Regions from separate parts of the Mus musculus genome. Here region 2 is linked to region 1. A link is a contact called in public Micro-C data. All regions are on one chromosome and are shown on one strand. The core of a region is the stretch at or near the end of the contact, and the rest is flanking DNA. Distances in the headings are between cores, read along the strand shown.

Region 1 (5,964 bases), core at 3,405-5,904:
ATTTCTAAATTCTTCAATTATGTTTCATTTATCTACACAATCTATATTTATAACAGTACTGGTGTGTGTGTGTGTGTGTGTGCGCGCGCGCGTGTGCACATGAGCATCTCTCCCTGTGCTTGCCTGTGCCCACATGTGTAGAAAGCAGAGGTTTATGTTAGGTGTCTTCCTCTACCCATTTCCATCTTATTTTTTGAGAGGGCCTTTCACTAAATCTGAATCTGGCTGTTTTGTCTAGTCTGCTGCTCCGTGAGCCTCAGGATCTGCCTGAGAACCATGAGCGTTTGGACGACAGCTGTGAGCTGCTGTGCCGAGCGTTTGCATGGGTGGTGCAGAGCTGGATTCATGCCTCTGCAACAAAAGGCACTTTATTCACAGAGTAATCTCTCGGCGCAATCTTACTGTAGCTTTGGAACAAGTTCTGACACCAGGAGCTGAATTTTCTAATCTATAGCCTTTCTTTTTGGTTAATTACATTTACTGGGTCTCCTAGGTCCTCAGCATAAACATGGAAACATTTTTCTTTTCTTTTTTGAGACAGGATCTTGCTCTGGTCTTGAACTCAAAGGCTCAAGTAATCATTGTCACACCTTGCTTTCCTAAGTAGCTGAGACTACAGTGAGTGCTACCTTACCTGATATAGAAACTTTTGTCTTAATGCTATTCCTGATCTTAGCACAATCCGATTTCCTATTTTACCACAAAGTTTTCAAAAGATAACCAAACTCCTCGAGGGAGTTCCCTTCTGTTCTTAGCTTGCCGTGACTTAACCTTGGGTTTTGAATTTTGTTTTACTTTTTTTTTTTTTTTTTCTTTTTCTTGAGACAGGGTTTCTCTGTGTAGCCCTGGCTGTCCTGGAACTCACTCTGTAGCCCAGGCTGACCTTGAACTCAGAAATTCACCTGCCTCTGCCTCCCAAGTGCTGGGATTAAAGGCGTGTGCCACCATGCCCGGCCTTGGGTTTTGAATTTTGTAAAACACTCTTCTGCATCTATGGGGCTATGGCTTTCATTTTTGTTCCATAAATGTTATGAACTCTTGTCCTGTATTGCATTTCATCGTCTGTGGTCATGTTAATTTTCTATGTTGCAAACTTTGATTTGCCAATATTTAAGAATTTAAACATCTATGTTTATGAAGAATATTGGTCTGTGATTTTCTTATAAAACACTATTGGCATATTTTGGTACTAAGATTATGTTGAACTCATGAAACTGCTGTTTTTCTGAAACAGGGTAGCACCGGAACGCTTTACCTAAGGTATTGATGAAATTCATTAGTACAGCCGTATGTGCCTGGAGTTCCCTGTCAGTGTTTTGATCATAAATTCAATGTGTTCTGTACTGAGTTACTTGAATGTTTTATTCCTTCTGTGTCAGCTCCTGCTTTGCCTTCCACTGGGTCTCACACACAATGGCAAATGTGAGTTCTCCAGCCTCATGGCAGTTTCTGTTTCATTTTAGTTATTACTAGCATAAGTAACCCAAGTATCTCTTTAAATTCAACATAGTTCTATTAGCACTAGGACTAGAATAGTTTGTGAGTTTACAAATACATAAACAAATGATAGATAAGAAAAAGGAAATGTGTAATACATACCAGAAAGATATATGTACAGAAAGAGCAAAAATAATCCAGGGGTAGGGGGAATTACAAGATACGGTGAAAAATATCATGAAGAACATAGAGAATACAGGAGGGCATTCAAGAAAAAAAGTCAGAATCAAGATATGTGGTGAGTCAGTAGTCAGGTCTACAAGTTTGTAGAATTTATGGCAATACAACAACAAAAAATCCCAAGATCCCAAGGTTGCACACTGGTGTAGGCCGGCAGTCAGCTGCTTCTTTCCCTGGCACATCTTATAATTAAAAAACATAACATGATCTCACTTTCATAAAATAATAAATTCACAAATTAAAAAAAACTTAAACAAGGTTAAAACATCCAAAAGATAAAAAGCAGCTTCATATTCTTTTAGATTTTGTACTCATATTTGCCATCATATATGCATTCATATTCTGTACACTGTGATCTGTATTTTGCTTTTTCTTTTGGACAAATATGACCCAGATTCCATGGACATATGCAATCGAATGTTTTAATGGGTCAAGAGTATTCTATTGTATACACACACCATAATTGTCTTCTGTTCTAGTGCTATTATACATCATGAGTATGTAATAGAAACATGAGAGTCAACAATATCCTTAGGAATCCTTTTTTTTTTTCCTTTAAGTGCGACAGAGGACAATGCTTATATTAAGTCAGGTGTACAATTATCGCCCTCACACTAGTGGTCACAAAGGAATTGTATTTCCACAGTCCTGTTAATACTGGTCAGCAAAAGATCTGTTTGGAAGGTGGATACCTTTTCATTTGTTAATTGGGTATTTTTCTTGGAGAATGTCATATTTGGACAATTTTCTCTTTTTGTCAAAGTCTTACTTATATGCCCAAGATGACCTCAAACTCCTATCCCAGTGACTAGAGTGCTGGGATTACAAACACGTGCCACCTCTCTGTCAATTTTTATTATTTAGGTGTTGAAATTTATAAGTGATTTTTCTAAGAGCTGTATGTTGGGAATATTTTTCCTTTGCAAATGTTATGAATATATTTTTCTATGGTTCTTTTTTCAATTTTTGAGGATGCATTACAACTTTTGTTATTGTAGTTTATTTCATACTTGGATAAGGCCTTTCTAATCACAAGGTGTACTGGCTAGTTTTGTGTCAACTTGACACAGCTGGAGTTATCACAGAGAAAGGAGCTTCAGTTGGGGAAGTGCCTCCACAGAGATCCAGCTGTAAGGCATTTTCTCAATTAGTGATCAAGGGGTAGGTCCCCTTGTGGGTGGTGCCATTTCTGGGCTGGTACTCTTGGTTCTATCAGAGAGCAGGCTGAGCAAGCCAGTAAGGAACATCCCTCCATGGCCTCTGCATCAGCTCCTGCTTCCTGACCTGCTTGAGTTCCAGTCCTGGCTTCATTGGTGATGAACAGCAGGGTGGAAGTGTAAGCTGACTAAACCCTTTCCTCCCCAACTTGCTTCTTGGTCGTGATGTTTTGTCCAGGAATAGAAACCCTCACTAAGACAAATGGTTATTAATATATACACCTTGATTTTCTATTTAAAAATATTGCTATTTATACTAATCTGTGTCTTTATGTGAGTTGGTGCAGATGTTCTCAGAGGCCAAAGGCATCAGATCCTGAGAGCTGTAGTTACAGGCCAATTTGAGCAGCAGGACCTGGCTTCAGGGACCTTAATATGGGTCCTTTGGGAAAGCAGCAAGCACTTCTAAACACTGAGACATCTCACCACTGCGGATTTTCTCCTATTTTTAACGGTTTAAATGTTCATCTAGCATTTACTCTTCTCTGAGAAATAAAGTTTTTCTTCAGTTGTTAGTCATCTCTCCAGTCTTCTCCTCACTTTCCAGTGATTCTATTTTATTTAATTTATTTTATTTTTTTAACGGATATTTCCACTGGTTACAAATGATTTGATTTGATTTCAGGATCTGGGGAATCCGTAACGCCTAATTGAATTTACAGAACTAGGGATTAAGATAATCTATAAAAATGCTGCGGCACTTGATATAGGACTGTTCAGCAAATTGTTACTGTCAATGTCTCTCACACACACAGGACTTCTGCTTTCTCTATTCTGATCGTGAATGTGTCTCCCACATACCTCCTTTATATAACCTACCCATAATAGTATGCACCCTCATTTCTAGAAAAAATGGTGACAGCTCAGTTACCACTCTACCCAGAGCCCGGATCTAGTCATCTCCTGCATGTTCATGAGAGGTGAAGATAAGCTGTGCTTCATAATGCACTGTGGCGATCCAAGGCCACAGTATGGAGGCACTCAGCAAGCATGGGTATAGACGGGATGCATGTTTCTCCCATCGCCCACCCTGAAACGCGAAAAGCCTAATTTACCTTAGCTTTTAGGTCACAAATATTATCAAAGCTGTCACCAAGTGTCAATTTAGTTTGCAGCCTGGAGACCAGGAGCCCACCCTGTTATATTACCCCTAAGAGCAGGCGGGCCTACAGGATGGGCCTGGGGCAGGAAGGAGGTCCTGACCTGACTTCCCTGGTGGCAAGCTGGGGGCGACTCCGCACTCACAGGCTGACTGGGTGCCAGAGCCCGGAAAATCCGCCCAGCAGGCACGATGACAAGGCGGGCGGGAACAGAGGTGGCGGCGAAGAGCACCGTCCAAGCCCTCCGAGAAGGAAGTGTGACAAGGGCACAGAGTCCCTCAGCCCACCGGGAGTCGGGCGTGAGGTGACATCTGCCGTTCCCCGGGCTCGCGGGCTTCGGTGCGGCCCACAGGGACGTCCCAGAGTGGCATCCTCACTTTTTTTTTTCCCCCACAGCGGCAACAGCTACCCGCGTAACCGTCAGCCCGCTCCTCTCACCAACGGCTCGGACCTTGGGCGGCGCGCGGTGCTGATGACGTAGGACGGGGAGGCGGGACTTCCTGCCTCGCGCCTCGCCGGGGCTCGGGACGCGCGCGGTCCGCTCGGGAGTGGCGGACGGCGGGCTGAGGGGGCGGCGTGTCGGCCGAGGAGGGCGGGCCGCGGAGGAGGAGCCGGCCTTGCAGCCGCCGCCCTCTCAGCCCTCCGAGTTTCCCGGGCTACCTCAACCTTTCCCGAGGCGTGGGTGCCCTCGCGGACCGTCCGGCTCCTCGGTTCGCCTCCAGCCCCGCGGCGGCAGCGGCCGCTTGGACCGCTCCGGGCCCCACACCCCAGCCGGTGGGACCGTCCCGAGCCCTCGGCCCCAATGCCTGGGAGAGCAGAGCGGAGTGGGTGGCGGTGGTTGGAGCTGTGCCGGGGGCTCCCGGTGGCGAGCGCGGCTGCTGTGCTGGGGCGAGCAGCGGGGACCGTGTGTGAGTTTGGTAAGTCACCTCTCTTCTTTTTAGGCGTGCTGGGCGTCTGCTTGGAAGCCTGCGGCACTCCGCGCCCGCCCTTGGACCCGGGTTTTGTTTCCTGGTGAAGCAGTGTTAGCCGGTGTTAGGAAGGCAGGCCCTGAGATGAGTTCTGGATGCAAGGTTTTTCTTTTCTTTTTCTTTTTTAAAGCACGTGAAACTCCTTTCGGGGCTCTTTGGTGCACTGCGGCACGGTAGCCAGCGGAGTCATGGGGTTAGTGTAAAGCACCTCTAGGTTAATTGGTGGGGGAAAAGCCACGCTGTCATCATTTTCCTTGTCCTTAAAGGTAGTCATAGCAGTGAGGTTTGCGGATGTTGCTGAGGTAAGGTCTGAACTGTGGGAAGTGTATTTTGGGCTTGGTACTTTGGCAAGTTCTTAGTCCAGTTTCTGACTATGATAAAAAGACTCTTGGCTTTTTAAAAATGCCCTAGAGGGCATTTAAGTGTCTTTAAGTCTTTGCTTACCTTCTAATTATCAGACCACTTTCTTCTCGAACATGTTGAGGATCAGGCTAAATTTGTTCTGATGATTTTTTTTTAAATATGTAGTGAATTCATAATATGTTCAGGCTGTTAGTATAAAGTACTAAACTGAGATTTAAAGTACCGAGTAGGTTGTTAAAGCCGTGCTTCTGTTACCAAGCAACATCACCGTAAACAAGTCTAATATTCAACTAGAACATAAGTAAATGTGGCCTGTTAATCTGAGTTTGGAGCGAGTTGGAGCTCTTCAGATTTATGCTTTTAGTTTATAGGTGGCTACATTTGTTGCCTTTTGTAGTCAGATTTCAAATAAATTTTATCTAGAATTATTAGAACACTTTGATTGTTTTTGTTGTCACACAAGACTATGGAGAGTTGTAAATGGATTTGAGTTCTTTTTGGTTGTTACATATTCCGGAGTATGCTGGGTATTTCTCTTTGAGTATTTCTTTTCTAATGAGATAAAGTATGCAATCTGTATTTAATAATATTCTTAAATAAAAAGATTATAGCAATTTAGAGTTACATACATTTGAGAGA
Region 2 (6,286 bases), core at 3,266-5,765, 770 kb after region 1:
TTCTTGGAGATAGAAAAAGTAAGAAGGGAAAAAAGGAAGAGAGAAGAAACTCTACATTCAGTTGTTGACTGATAACAGGAGAAGTAGGTTCATTAGGCAAATTCTCAATACTTGGCTGTATGCGTTTAACATCTGTAACCTGCTCAAGTCCTTAATCAGAAACACTCCCTAAAGCAAGGAATATGTGCCAGAACTTCTCAGGAGGTCTCATGCTTATAGCAGAGGGACAGAGGGGCAAAAAGTATGTGTGTGTGTGTGTGTGTGTGTGTATGCATGTGTGGAGAAAGAGATCAGATAGCCAATTAACATTTCAACTCAGTAAACAATGTTCCAGAGGCATCAAACTAGTAGGATGTGTGTATACACACACACACATATATATCCCACCATACATATACATATATGCATACATACATACACACATTTAGATATAGATATAGAAACAGACATATTTTCTTGGAACAGTTGGGAGTGGCAAGCTAATACAGGATGAATTACATACCATCTGAACAACAAGATTCAAAATGCAGTGTCTATTGAACAGTAGCACTTGAACTATCATAAAGTTGGTTGTTTTTTGTTTGTTTTGTTGTTTTTTTTTTTTCAGTCAAGCCATTGTAAGTTAGGGACTCTATAATAATGGAAAATTGGAAGCAGCTTCAATGCACTGTTTGAAACTGTTCCTACCCAACTCACTACTGAGCCTTCACATTACACACACACACACACACACACACACACACACACACACACGTTATAGTCTATTCATTGTTGTTGGGGTGCTTCCTTTAGGTTGTTATTGTAGAGTGTCATTATGGAGTTAGGGAGTGTTGTCACTGGATCTTGACTGTCTACCCAAGTCTCCATGGCGAACCATGGCCTGCAGTACTGTTGGGACCTGGTGAGAGGTCTTAAAGGTCACCAGGGGCCACTGTCACAAAATCAACAAGAAACAACTTAAGAGAAGAAGGGTTTGTTTTGGCTTAGAAGTTTGAGGACACTGCCCACCCTGGTGGCAAAGTCATTGAAGCAGGAGTTTGAACCAGCTAGTTCCATTAGATACACAGCCAGCAAGCAGAAAGCCACTAATCCTGGTGGTCGGCCAGCTTCCTTCATTTAATGCAAGACACCAGCCTAGGGAATTGTGCTGCCCACATTTAGGTTCTACCTTTTCATTAGTATACACAGAGTCTCTAACTTACAGTGGCTTGAGGTAAAAAAAAAATATTTTATGGTGATGCAAGTGTTCAATAGAAAATGAATTTTGTGGAGGAGCTAGAGAAAGTACCCAAGGAGCTAAAGGGATCTGTAATCCTATAGGTGGAACAACAATATGAACTATCCAGTACGCCGCTGGAGCTCGTGTCTCTAGCTGCATATGAATCAGAAAATGGCCTAGTCAGCCATCAGTGGAAAGAGAGGCCCATTAGTCGTGCAAACTTTATATGCCTCAGTACAGGGGAACGATAGGGCCAAGAAGTGGGAGTGGGTGGGTGGGGGAGGGTGTGGAGGACTTTTGGGATAGCATTGGAAATGTAAATGAAATAAATACCCAATAAAAATAAATAAATACTAATGTAGTTGAACCCCCCCAAAAAAAGAAAACAAATTTTGCGGTGCATATGTATGTAACCAATCATATATTCATATAAATATACATATACACATACATATATATGTAACACATTCAGCTAACCTTATCGACATGATCCCTCACAAACGTTCCCTCACAAACGTGCCTAGAGATTTGTCTCAGAGTGATTCTAGATCCTGTCTAATTGGCAATATTACAAATCTTAAGGGTGTACCCTTGAAGGTGTCTGTGGAGCCCAAGCTCCCTCCCTTCTCTTGTGCTGCCTAGCCAAGGCCCACACAGTTCCTGCATGATGCACTGACTCACCATGGTCCCAGGGACAGGGGGCCATGATTGCAGTTTCTGAGACTTCAAAACTGTGAGCTGGGGCTGGAGAGATACAGCCTCGTTTGCTGCCAAGGCTGATATTAGAATCCCAGGGCCCATGTGGTAGAGGAAGAGAATGAACTCTGGAAAGTTGTCCTCTGACATCCATGTGTGTACTATGGCACATGTATGTACATACACATTGAAGTAAATAAATGTAAAAACCATTTTTTAAGGTCAAAACTATGAACCAAAGTAAAATCACTTCTTTACGAATTGGTTGCCTCAGGTATTTATGTGGGAACACAGACACAGTGAAAAAAGTGTTTCATTAATCCTTTCTTGGCCCTAACTCTCCTATAGGCACCCCTTGTTGTGTATTTGAATGTATTGACTGTTTCTGTGTGTTCTCATAAAGTATGTATTGATGGGCTGAGGACTTTGGAGTGGTCCCAGATATCTGGGAATCCAGCTCAGGGGAAGTTTGCTTGAGAGTATGCAGTTGGGTTTAGTGTATCCTATTTATTAATCATTCCATGTCTTCTTGCTTTTGTTCTACATCCAAAAATGGAATCATTTACTCTTTTTTTTCATTTTTATTTATTCTTCTCTGATATGTTTCATTCCAACTGCAGTTTCTCCTCCCTCCCCTCCTATCGGGCTCTCCCCACAACTTCCCCTTTTCCCTAGATCCATCACCCTTCACCTCCCCTCAGAAAAGAGCAGGACGAGCAGGGGCATCCACCAAACATGGCATAACAAGCTACGATAAGACCAGGCACATGTTCTCACATCAAGGATGGATGAGGCCATCCGGTAGGAGGATAAGAGTCCCACAAGTAGGCAGACGACTCAGAGACAGCCCTGTTCCCTTTGTTAGGATTTCCACAAGAACACCAGGCTATGCAACCATAACACACATGCAGAGGACCTCGGTCAGACTCATATAAGCTCTCCAATCTCTGTGAGCACACATGAATCCCAGTCAGGTGATTGAATCATTTTCTTGAAGTTTCCAAAAATGGTAACACTTTCTTCAACATTCACAGTATGGGAGGTGCTGCGGGAAATATTTTTTTTTAAAGGGCCCAGCACAGTCCCACAAGTTTGCTGGCAATTCTCGGCCCCATGGCAGTCCGTCCCATGGGCTCTGTCTCTACCTGCCAACTCTCTGGCGGGGGCCAGAGCTCCCGAGTTCCTTTTGCTGTCACACCAACCCCACACCACAACTGTCCACCCCATGGTCAGCCACCACAACACCCATTTACCAGGTAGAAGCAAAACTCGTGAAGCTTATAATTAACCAATCAGATTTATGTATCAATAAATTCTCAATTTACAAGATGCCAGTACAATAATTTCAGAGCCAAATGATAATGACGAAAGCTTTATCCCAATTATTCTCACCTTGTGATATCAGAACTACCTGTGGCGGTTAAAGCCACTCTGGTTCCTGTCCACTTCTATCTCAGGCTTCCCTTTCTCGCTGAGACATTCTCTGTCTTTGCAACTCTTAGCTCCGCCTCTCTTTTCCCTGTCCAATCACAGGCCTCCTGCTGCCCTAATATGATTGGACAAGGAAAATCCTGCGACAGGGAGGACCTACATAGTGTGGCACAGGTTTCCTTGCTTCAGAGGTAGGGATGACTCTAGGCTTCCATTACTGTGTTCTGATCTACCTGTTTAACACTCTATTTATAGCTAACCAGTTTCCACTTAACAGGTGTTGCCCTTGATTCAGAATATGGCTTTCAACCCACTGCCCTTTTACACACACACACACACACACACACACACACACACACACACACACACACACACCACACATACACCACATACCACACACACAACACATGTCAGTCTTCTATATCTAGTTTCGTTACATCTCTTCAGACACTGCAGTACAGATTGGCCAGGAGCTACTTTCTTAAAAATGAACTAAAATAAACAAGCAGATGCTTTTCAAGAATGCCCAAGATTGCGGTCTTAAAAATAGAAAACTGGGCTTAAGTAGCAGGTGTCCCAAATGAGTCTTTGAATTGAGGCTAATGAGGTAGAAATGTTTCTAACTTCGCGCTTAACAAAACAGAGAAAGAAGGAAATGCTTATAAAATTTTAGAGACCCTTAAGCCACCCTCTCAGAAAACATGCATGCTCTCTGTCTCTGTCTCTGTCTCTGTCTCTCTCCAAATGGTCAATAACTATTATTAACAAAAGGTTCTTTGTATAAAACCCTTTCTTGATACTAGAAATGTATCCGGCTACCACTAAGAATGTCCTTTGTAAGCTACACTCAAGGTCACGTTCAGGATTTCATGTTGTCTTTATCCTCTTCCCCTCTGTATAATTCCAGAAGTGTCATCTCTACCTAGGATACTTTTAAAAAATGCTAATCTTTATTTCTCTGGCTATTTTTTCATTATAAGTAATAATAATAAGATCCAGAGCCAAGAAGAGGTTTCCCAACCTCTGGCCATCAGATGCCAAGATTTCTAGACACTGGTGGCTTTCTTATGGTGGCAGAGCCAATGCCTCAGGAAAGACAGTACTGAGGGGTAGAGTGAGCAAGGCACAGGTCACAGGGCTGCTAGGGTGGGGGGTAAGAACCCGCCCCTTTTACAGCCTGCTTGCAGAAGTCTGCCCGGCCTCGCAGGAAGGAGAGACTTTGTGTTGGGATACTGGGCTACCTCTGGGCAGGCTGTAGAGGGGAAAGAAATGCTTCAACCAGCCTGGTCAGGATACAATCACTTTCTCAACATTGCCAGAAGATGTACTGTAGTCCTAGGAAAATGTATAATCACCAAATTATAATCATCTGGTGATTCTGGCTGGGGAAACGCCTCCGTTTTGAGATTTTCATGATTAAGAGAGAAAGCACATTGGGCAGGAGGTTTTTCTTTCTGTCCAGTAATGTTTCATGGTCTTCTTGCTGACACTGATGATTCCCAGATCAAAGTTCTGCGCTCCTATGATACTCCTTACCGTTCCCCTCTTCCTGCAAAGAGGCTTTCTCAAGGGGTCCACAGGCTGGAAGTTTTTAATCACCAAAGCCTAAGAGACGAATACCCTGGCCCTTGAACATGTTCGGAAAGAACCAGACCATAGAGAAGCCGAGGAGGGGTTGAGGGTGAGGCCATGTAATCTCTCCAGATCATTTAAAATAATTATTTCTGATTATAAAGTGATACTCGATGGGAATGGTGGCACACGCCTTTAATCCCAGCACTCGGGAGGCAGAGGCAGGTGAATTTCTGAGTTCGAGGCCAGCCTGGTCTACAGAGTGAGTTTCAGGACAGCCAGGGCTTCACAGTGAAGCCCTGTCTCGAAAAATCAAAAATAAATAAATAAATAAATAAAAATAAAGTGATACGCATTCATGTATTCACAGGGCAAATATTTATCTATAATCGCAGGCCCTTTTCTAGATATGTTTTTCACTGGAATCTTTTTTATATTATTACACTATCTTCACCAACATTGGATTTAACACAATATTTTATGGTAGACTGTCTCCCTTTTTTTTAAAGAATCAAGTTCATTTCCAATTTCTCCATCATGTAAATAATATAGCAATGACCTTCCTTGGATATACTGTAGTTGCCCCTTTATCTATGGTTTTAGTTTCTGTGCGTTTGTTCCATGGAATCAGTCATAGTCCGAAAACATTAAATGGAAAATTCTAGAAGTAACCAATTCATAAGTCTGAAATAACTTTTATTACAGGGTAGTACACTCACTCTATGTGTTACTAGTTCTTTTAGTTAATACCTTATTTTGCCCAACTTATAAATTAAGCTATCATAGGGATGGATAGTGAAGAACAAGTATAGTTGGTATCAAGCTTGGTACAGTCTGCAGCTTCAGATGGCACTGGGGGTCTTGGGACTGTGATAAGCAAGGGCTGTCTACTACAGACCCTTGTCTGTGTTTATTACTAACTATTTTACTTATTTATTTATTTTGGTTCTTCGAGATAGCCCTGTAGACCAGGCTGGCCTCGAATTCAGAAATCTGCCTGCCTCTGCCTCCTGAGTGCTGGGATTAAAGGCGTGCGCCCCCACGCCCGGTTTACTAACTCTTTAAAATAATCGTGTAAGAATAGAATTACTGCCTGTATTGGTTACCTTTCTGCTGCTGGGCTAAAACACTAGGACTGAGACAAGCTATAAAAGAAAGAGCTGACTTGTTTGCAGATCCTGAAGTTCGAGTCCCTGATGGCTGAGTGAAGGTTTAAGAATGCTGGGAACTCACATTTCAAACTGCGCTGAGGTGGCTTAGAGCCCCTCCCCCACCCCACCCCCTGCAGATGTCAGGTGATGTTTTGTGCTCTGTGTAAAGTTTACCCTTGGGTTATTCAAATGTTGATTTCTCTGCCCTAGTATCCTG

Evidence for each region. A called contact is a pair of places that touch in the nucleus more often than the background predicts.
Region 2: a Micro-C map of embryonic stem cells shows a contact between it and region 1, with 4 times the contacts expected there. The contact joins the enhancer-like site here to the promoter of Cep83 in region 1. A contact is called at or near these places in 6 of 39 promoter capture datasets (the C10 cell line, embryonic stem cells, hippocampal neurons and 2 more), 2 of 484 Hi-C or Micro-C datasets (both in embryonic stem cells), 6 of 115 datasets of contacts at active chromatin or transcription factors (bone marrow-derived macrophages, cardiomyocytes, embryonic basal ganglia and 3 more) and 2 of 9 other capture datasets (liver and macrophages).

The regions. Positions count from the first base shown.
Region 1 is chr10:94,684,136-94,690,099 of GRCm38.p6, forward strand. It overlaps Cep83 (centrosomal protein 83), which reads left to right and starts at 4,655. Exons shown (of 16, transcript NM_029852.2): 1 at 4,655-4,911. It overlaps Cep83os (centrosomal protein 83, opposite strand), which reads right to left and starts at 4,478. Exons shown (of 3, transcript NR_015524.1): 1 at 4,098-4,478.
Region 2 is chr10:95,450,021-95,456,306 of GRCm38.p6, forward strand. No RefSeq gene overlaps it. Among named protein-coding and RNA genes, the nearest start is that of 5730420D15Rik, 36 kb to the left of the region's middle. Within about 2 kb of position 4,516, at least 11 of the 459 cell types and tissues checked have an H3K27ac peak or open chromatin away from gene starts, as enhancers often do. A contact at or near this core is called in embryonic stem cells, where this site is marked.